Linked DNA regions of Ovis aries: region 1 is linked to region 2. Evidence: chromatin contacts called from public Hi-C data. All regions are on one chromosome and are shown on one strand. Each heading gives the region's core, a stretch centred on a gene start, on an enhancer-like site or on the middle of the called end of the contact. The rest is flanking DNA. Distances are from core to core; before and after follow the strand shown.

Evidence for each region. Hi-C and Micro-C count contacts between places; a contact is called where the count stands out from the background.
Region 1: a Hi-C map of tail adipose tissue shows a contact between it and region 2, with 3 times the contacts expected there. The contact joins two enhancer-like sites. A contact is called at or near these places in 5 of 16 Hi-C or Micro-C datasets (blood, hypothalamus, skin fibroblasts and 1 more).

What each region holds. Positions count from the first base shown.
Region 1 is chr6:112,304,510-112,308,220 of ARS-UI_Ramb_v3.0, reverse strand. No RefSeq gene overlaps it. Among named protein-coding and RNA genes, the nearest start is that of TAPT1, 53 kb to the right of the region's middle. Within about 2 kb of position 1,335, at least 8 of the 54 cell types and tissues checked have an H3K27ac peak or open chromatin away from gene starts, as enhancers often do.
Region 2 is chr6:112,209,092-112,213,375 of ARS-UI_Ramb_v3.0, reverse strand. It overlaps TAPT1 (transmembrane anterior posterior transformation 1), which reads left to right. Exons shown (of 14, transcript XM_015096648.4): 4 at 1,116-1,278; 5 at 4,011-4,146. Among named protein-coding and RNA genes, the nearest start is that of TAPT1, 42 kb to the left of the region's middle. Within about 2 kb of position 2,580, at least 3 of the 54 cell types and tissues checked have an H3K27ac peak or open chromatin away from gene starts, as enhancers often do.

The DNA.
Region 1 (3,711 bases), core at 86-2,585, 96 kb before region 2:
GCCCTCCTCCAGGGGATCTTCCCAACTAAGGATCAAACCCACGTCTTTTATGTCTCTTGCATTGCTAGGCAGGCTCTTTACCACAAGCACCACTATATAATATGGGAGAATCACAATACTCACCAAAATTCAGATACAAAAAGCACAAAATTTGAACTCACCTGCACAGCCCTTCTGCTATTTCACTAGGTGGCAGCATGGAATAACAAATAATGATATCACACAGAAGTAAGAAATGAAACTGTGAAAAGCTACTCTAAGAACAATGTCAGCTTCTCAAAGATTTCTGAAACAACAGAAAGAACTTCAGTGCTTTTTCAGCTTAACTTGAAATTGGATTTATTAGAGGCATTATTGGAGTCCACACATTCACACATTCCATTTCAGGTAAAAATTCTTGAGACTGAAGTATGATGGAGAAAAAGGGTGGATTCTATGAGGTATCTTTTCTTCATTAATATTTAACCAAAGGAAATAACAATTCACCGCTAAGCAAAGAATCCGCCTGCAATACAGGAATCCTGGGTTCAGTCTCTGGGTTGGGAAGATATCCTGGAGACGTGAAAGACTACCCACTCCAGTATTCTGGCCTAGAGAATTCCATGGAGTATACAGTCCACGGGGTCACAAAGAGTCGGACACAACTGAGAGACTTTCACTTTCACTTTCTAAGCAAAGAGAGCTGTTGATAGATACCAACACCAGTTATAACGAAATTTTCTCAAAGTCAGATCTTGGATTTTACTTGGCAATGAATGACCTACAAATGAAAATTGGAATTTTAACTCTAAGAAAACATACCCGCACAAATTAGAAATTTAAGACTGTTGGTAGCAGACTGTCATTCCAGAGTCAGGGCATGAAGGCGGTTCCTTGACTTCATGTGTGTGTCTCTGTGTGTGTGTAGAATTTCCATGTTAAAAGTCAAGCTGTTTCATACAAAAATCCAGATTCTTGGCTTCTCTAGAGCCCACAGATCTGCAAACACTGAATCCATATTTTCTCTTTTTTATTTTTTAATTGCAGTATAATCGCTTTGTTTCTGCTGTACCACAACGTGAATCAGCTATAAGTATACTTATATCCCCTCCATACTTTCACATGCAGCAGAAGGCTGGCACCAAGTGGCAGCCACCCCCTTTAACCAACTAGGAGCCCTCCAGAATCTTCCATCTGCTCTGACCCTGGTGTCTGCTTCCTAGCTGTGTTAGTTTTCTATTGTTTTGTAACAATGACCACACAAACTTAGAGGCTTAGAACAGCACTCATGGGGCAGCTGACACCTCTGTGGTCAAAAGCCCTGTGGTCAGAAGCCCAGGAACAGCATGACTGCGTTTCCTGCTCACAGTCTTATGAAGCTACCGTCTGTGTGCCAGCCAGCCTGCTTTCTCATCCCCTCCCAGACCACGTGGTGCAGGCAGGGACTGAGTCCTGTGTGGTCGTATGCCTGTACTCCCACTTGTCTCTTGGTTCTGAGCAGGAACAGTCTCAAGTCCGGCTGGCCGCCAGCATTCCTTACCGCGTGGCCTGCATATTCAAAGGCAGCAAGGGAGCACCCCACTCATGCTCCAGCTCTCCCTCCAGAAGGAGCTCAGTCCCCTTTGAGGCCTCACCTGAATAGGGCTGGCCCATCCAAGTTCCTCTCCTATCCTTAAAGCCAAGCTTTGTGACACAAGCTACTCCTGGGGGTGACGTCACATCACAGTGACAGTCCCATGGCTTTTGCAGGCCATGCACACAAACACGAGGCGGGACTCTCAGAATCCTGTCTGCCACACTTGGCTAAATAAGTTTATCATTCATTATCAAACTTGCACTGGAGTTTTTGTTGTTGTTCGTTTCTTAGAATCGTGTTCACACCGAGCTATTTCCATGACACATTTCCAGCAAAAATTGAGAAGATGAAAAAGTGAAGTCCATATAGTTTGAGAACAACAAGACAAATGTTCGTACATGTTTCATATCAAAATGACACGGACTTTTTTTAGACTCGGGCCCCATGACTCATCTTTGCTGCCCACCTGGGAGTTTCAGTCTGTGGCCCCTGGCTTAAACCGTACTCAACATCTGTCTCCACTGAAGACATTTGAAGAACCTCTCCAACACCTCTCATATGACGTCTGGCTCCCCGATTCCACTGCCTCTCTGCTCTTGAGTTTAGGAGCTTCAATCTTCAGGGTTCCCCGAGATAAGAGACTGTGCATTTTTTCTAGTGCATCTCAAATTCTCTGTGATGAAGAAACTTCCTTCCCCAACCCATCACACATAGCTCATGACTCAATGGACATGAGTTAGCAAATTCCAGGGGATAGTGAAGGATAAAGAAGCCTGGTGTGCTGCACTCCATGTGGTCAAAAGGAGCTGGACACAGCTACTTAGCGACTAAAAAACAACAACCCATCGCAGACTGATTTTTTTTTAAAAAGTACTATAGAAATAAAATGAGTTCACTGATGATGTTCTCAGATATTGGAGCAATGTAAAAAGTTGCTATGAAAAACTGTGAAAGTTAGCTGCTCAGTCACATCTGACTCTTTGTGACCCCATGTATTGTAGCCAGCCAGGCTCCTCTGTCCATGGAATGCTTCAGGTAAGAATATTGGAGTGGGTAGCCATTCCCTTCTCCAAGGGATCTTACCAACCCAGGGATCAAACCTGGGTCTCCTGCATTGCAGGCAGATTCTTTAGTCTGTGCCACCAAGGAAGCAAAAAAAAAAAAAAAAAAAATTGCTATAAAAGTTTCCAAATTTTACCTTGTTAGAGACTGTTAGCAGATTACTCACACAGAGTTACTACTCTTGTTACCATAAGAAGCTAATAATGACCATTCATTAAGCATGTTTTCAGTGTACATGGAATTACATACCAGTGCAGTTCAGTCGCTCAGTCATGTCCGACTCTTTGTGACCCCATGAATCGCAGCACGCCAGGCCTCCCTGTCCATCACCAACTCCCGGAGTTCACTCAGACTCACGACCATTGAGTCAGTGATGTCATCCAGCCATCTCATCCTCTGTTGTCCCCTTCTCCTCCTGCCCCCAATCCCTCCCAGCATCACAGTCTTTTCCAATGAGTCAACTCTTCGCATGAGGTGGCCAAAGTACTGCAGTTTCAGCTTTAGCATCATTCCTTCCAAAGAACACCCAGGACTGATCTCCTTTAGAATGGACTGGTTGGATCTCCTTGCAGTCCAAGGGACTCTCAAGAGTCTTCTCCAACACCACAGTTCAAAAGCATCAATTCTTTGTCACTCAGCCTTCTTCACAGTCCAACTCTCACATCCATATATGACTACTGGAAAAACCATAGCTTTGACTAGATGGACCTTTGTTGGCAAAGTAATGTCTCTACTTTTGAATATGCTATCTAGGTTGGTCATAGCTTTCCTTCCAAGGAGTAAGCGTCTTTTAATTTCATGGCTGCAGTCACCATCTGCAGTGATTTTGGAGCCCAAAAAATAAAGTCTGACACTGTTTCCACTGTTTCCCCATCTATTTCCCATGAAGTGATGGGACCAGATGCCATGATCTTCGTTTTCTGAATGTTGAGCTTTAAGCCAACTTTTTCATTCTCCACTTTCACTTTCATCAAGAGGCTTTTGAGTTCCTCTTCACTTTCTGCCATAAGGGTGGTGTCATCTGCATATCTGAGGTTATTGATATTTCTCCCAGCAATCTTGATTCCAGCTTGTGCTTCTTCCAGTCCAGCGTT
Region 2 (4,284 bases), core at 1,331-3,830:
ATTCTGCTTATATTAATTAGGGGGAAAAACCATCGTCAGCACTTGAGCCCCTGAGGGTTGGGGTACCAGCCCCACGTGCACTGTAGAGCCTGCCATATCCATGGTCCCTCTGTATCCAGGACTCCTCTCTATCTGTGTTTCCTCATCCATGGACTCAACCAACTGTAGGTCCCGTAGTGCTGAAGTAACGTATTTATTGAAAAAAATCCACGTATAAGTGGACCCGTACAGTTCAAACCCATGTTATTCAAGGGGCAGCTGTATTTCCAACTCATGTTGCAGAGGGCTAATGTTTGTAATATAACAACCATCCTACAAACTAGTAAGAAGAAGATATGAGGAGAGAATTCACAGAAAGTATAGATAAATATATGAAGACTATGTCAGTGTTCTAGTGAGGGAAATCAACAGTGAAACTGCTGAACTGGATTCCCACCAGTGGCATTAGCCAGCGTCCCTGCATGGATGCACGTGAGCTTCCAGGCGTCTGGTGCAAGTGTAAATTGGTACAGCTCCTGCAGAGGGCAGCACAGGTATTACCAGAAGGACAAGTGAGCGTAAAGAACGTGAGATTCCAGTTTTAAGACTTTATCCTATGAATGTGTTTTCACTTACGAGGTATGACATGTACCTTATTTACATCATGGTTTATAGTTGCAAAAGGCTGGGAATCTGTCGGTGTTGTTAAATTATGATGCATCCACGCAGTGGAACACTGTGCTGTCTGTAAGAACTGATCATGGAAAGTAGCGTAGAACGCTGTCCCTGTGTCAGAAGCGCCGCGCCCATGAATCCCGGGATCCTGATGAGCTGGGAGACCTGTGTCCTCATTGTGGAAACCCCTTGCTTCCAGGCGCTCGGCCAGCAGCCACCTGCCCTCTGCGGTCACTCGCTAAGGTTCCCACTTCCTCTCATTGTAATTCTGGTCTAGTATCTTCATATTCTCGACCTGGGCAGGAAATGTGCTACTGTTGAGCAGTCAGCATAACTTTCCTCGTTAACGTGAAGTTTTTGTTGGCTGTTCCCTTTGTTTGCCACTGCCTCTCCCGTAAAGATGATTTATTCAAGAGCACGGAAGGTGAAACTCACCGTCTGTTACTTCTCATCTGTTTCAGGGACAGACGTGTGCTTCAGCCCGCCCAGGTGTGTGACATCCTGAAGGGGGTCATCTTGGTCATCTGCTACTTCATGATGCACTACGTGGACTATTCCATGATGTATCACCTGATCCGGGGGCAGTCGGTCATCAAGCTGTACATCATCTACAACATGCTCGAGGTGAGCCCGGCAGGCCCGGCCCACGGCGCCTGGCGGCCTGCACGGGACAGCTTCCCGCCGGCTCTGCCAGCCGTGCCTCCAGCCTCGGCTTCGTACCATCAGGGGTGGCCTTCTGAGAACGCACGTTCTGATTTAGAATCCCTCTAACAAGATGGTGCCTGTGCGTCCCAGGACACACTGGGGGCAGCCGGTCCGCAGGGCATCGTGTCCTCCCGTGGGGAGGAGGGCGACCGGCCGTCTAGACCTTTTGGAGTCAGTGCCCCCTTGAGAGTGTAAACTGTCAGATGACAGGGGAGTATTGTCTCGATTCATTGGAAACCTGTGTGTGCTTTCTGTTAGAACTGTAAATCTTATGAAGAGATTTTTAGGATTATGTGTTTATTGGCTATAGTAGATTTATATTTTAAATTGCTTTTAAATTTTCACACAGAACAAGTAAACGATTTCCCAGTTTCTCTAAGTATTTAACACTTTTAATACAATATGTCTTCAAAGTACACTACACTTTAAAGTAGTCGTCCTGTGAAAATCGGCATTTATGTAAGAAATAAACAGTTACGCAAAGTGCACAGTAGAAAACCACTTTCCTTTTAGGCAGAATCTCAAGGTTTTTTTAAATAGTAAACTAACCTGGGTTATGTCATTAACCTTTAAGATTCAGTTTGTACTTTTCTGTACTGCTTTTTGGGGACACCAGTAAGTCTCCCTGTCTCTTAGACTCAGTTCAGCTCAGTCACGTCCGACTCTTTGCGACCCCATGGACTGAAGCATGTCAGGCTTCCCTGTCCATCACCAACTCCAGCACCTACTCAAACTCAAGTCCATCAAGTTGGTGATGCCATCCAACCATCTCATCCTCTGTCGTCCCCTTCTCCTGCCTTCAATCTTTCCCAGCATCAGGGTCTTTTCCAATGAGTCAGTTCTTCACATCAGGTGGCCAGAGTATTGGAGTTTCAGCTTTAGCATCAGTCCTTCCAATGAACACCTAGGACTGATCTCCTTTAGAAGGGGCTGGTTGGATCTCCTTGCGGTCCAAGGGGCTCTCAGGAGTCTTCTCCAACACCACAGTTCAGAAGCATCAATTCTTTGGCATCCAGCTTTCTTTGTAGTCCGACTCTGACATCTGTATGTGACTACTGGAAAAACCATAGCCTTGACTAAACGGACCTTTGTGGGCAAAGTCATGTCTGCAGTGGGTTTTCCTGACGTGTGGTGGACACGTGGGGTGATGTGGGACTACTGGCCCCTCTGCTGTGCCACTGCCTGGGTGTGATAGGTGGGGACTTCCTGTCTCTTCACAAAACCACACACTCTAGCCATCCTGTTTGCTTCTAAATTCATCGACTGAGATGTGTTGGAACCACACCCCAGCTCCCTGGTGCAGGCTCGTTGCCGCACGCCTGCTTTGCCAGGTCAGGTGAGATGTGACAGTGGGTTTGGCTGGGTTTGTGAAGCAGAGTAGCTGTCCGTGCGCTCCCCTCACTCCCATCAAAGAAAAGCCCAGGCCTTCTGTCCCCTTTGGCCATGTGGGTAGCTCTCCTTGTCAAGTCCCGCTGCCTCCTCCCTGGGGGGATTGCAGCTGACCAGGCTTCTCCCTCCCCCCAAAACTTAAGATAGGCGCCTCCTGTTGTACAGCGCCGCCCACAAGGTGCTGCTGTTGCTGTTATCAGGAAGTAGGCCAAGCAGGAGGATCCATGAATTGCTGATCCCGGTGGTTTAAATACTCACTCACTCTGTAGACTACAGTTGATGATGTAGTTTAAGCGCAGTGGAGCAGAGTCCAAGCTCTAGTCTAGAGATAACTCCCTCCAATCCTGGTTATCCTGCACGTGCGGCCAGCTGCTGAGTGACTCTGCTCTTCAGCTTGTCGCCTGTGAGATGGAGACATTAGGAGAATTGCAAGGTTTCCATGAGACAGCGAATAGAAGGAGCTTAGCACAAGCCAGGCGTGTGGTGGGAGCGCCCTCAATGATAGCTATCATTTCTTCATTTGGCAAATGTTTAATCAACACTTCCTGGATGCTGAGATCCCGAAGAGCCTGAGGTGGACAAGCCTAGTCCCCTGGCTAATATTCCACAGGTGGGAGAGAGGCAGTGATAAATACCGTGATAAAGAGGAACAGGATGATGCTTTGGAGACCACAGGAGCCACAGAGGTTGGATAGGCCAGGAACGTCCTGTCTCAGAATGTGACATTCCAACTGAATCCTGAATGATAGCCCTCCTTTTTTTCTTTTTTATGTGCTTCTCTTTATCTATTGGACTACATTCATGGAGATGAGTACTCGAAAATGTCTTCCAGGAATAAATTTGCTTATTATATTCTTATACGGTAAACTTCAAACAAATCACAGCTATTCTTACTTACCAATATTAGGTATGAGGAGAATGGGTCAAGTGATATATTTGTCCTTAAAAGTTTGAGTCCTGAATTTAAATTCAAAGAGTTAAAGCCAGAAGAACTATGATTTTGATGTGTCGTCTGCCTTTTATTTTTATGACTAAGATTTTCCTTGTTACAAACATGGCTAGTTAGACAAATTCTAATTCAGTTAGTACAACACCTGGGCGCTCCGTGTGTGTCAGAGAATGAGAAAATGTGAACGAGTAAGTAAACAAAGCTCCTGTCTCTCTTGGAGCTTATCTCCTGTGGTGTTTGTGTTACCTCTGAAGTTTAATAAGATGTACCGACAGCATAGTAAGAAACGCGCTTCCTTAATTTTTCTCTTTAGGTAGCAGATCGCCTGTTTTCCTCCTTTGGGCAAGATATATTAGACGCTCTGTACTGGACAGCCACAGAGCCCAAGGAGCGGAGGAGGGCCCACATCGGGGTGGCCCCCCACTTCTTCATGGCAGTCCTCTATGTCTGTATCCTTTCAGGCCGCTCGGGGATGCGCGTTTTACATTATCCTGTTCACTTAGCCATTTCTCAGACTTAGAGAGGGGGTGTGCGTGTGCATCCTAAAGATTAATATGAAATGTCTACTTTCTTTTGAGAAATTGGTT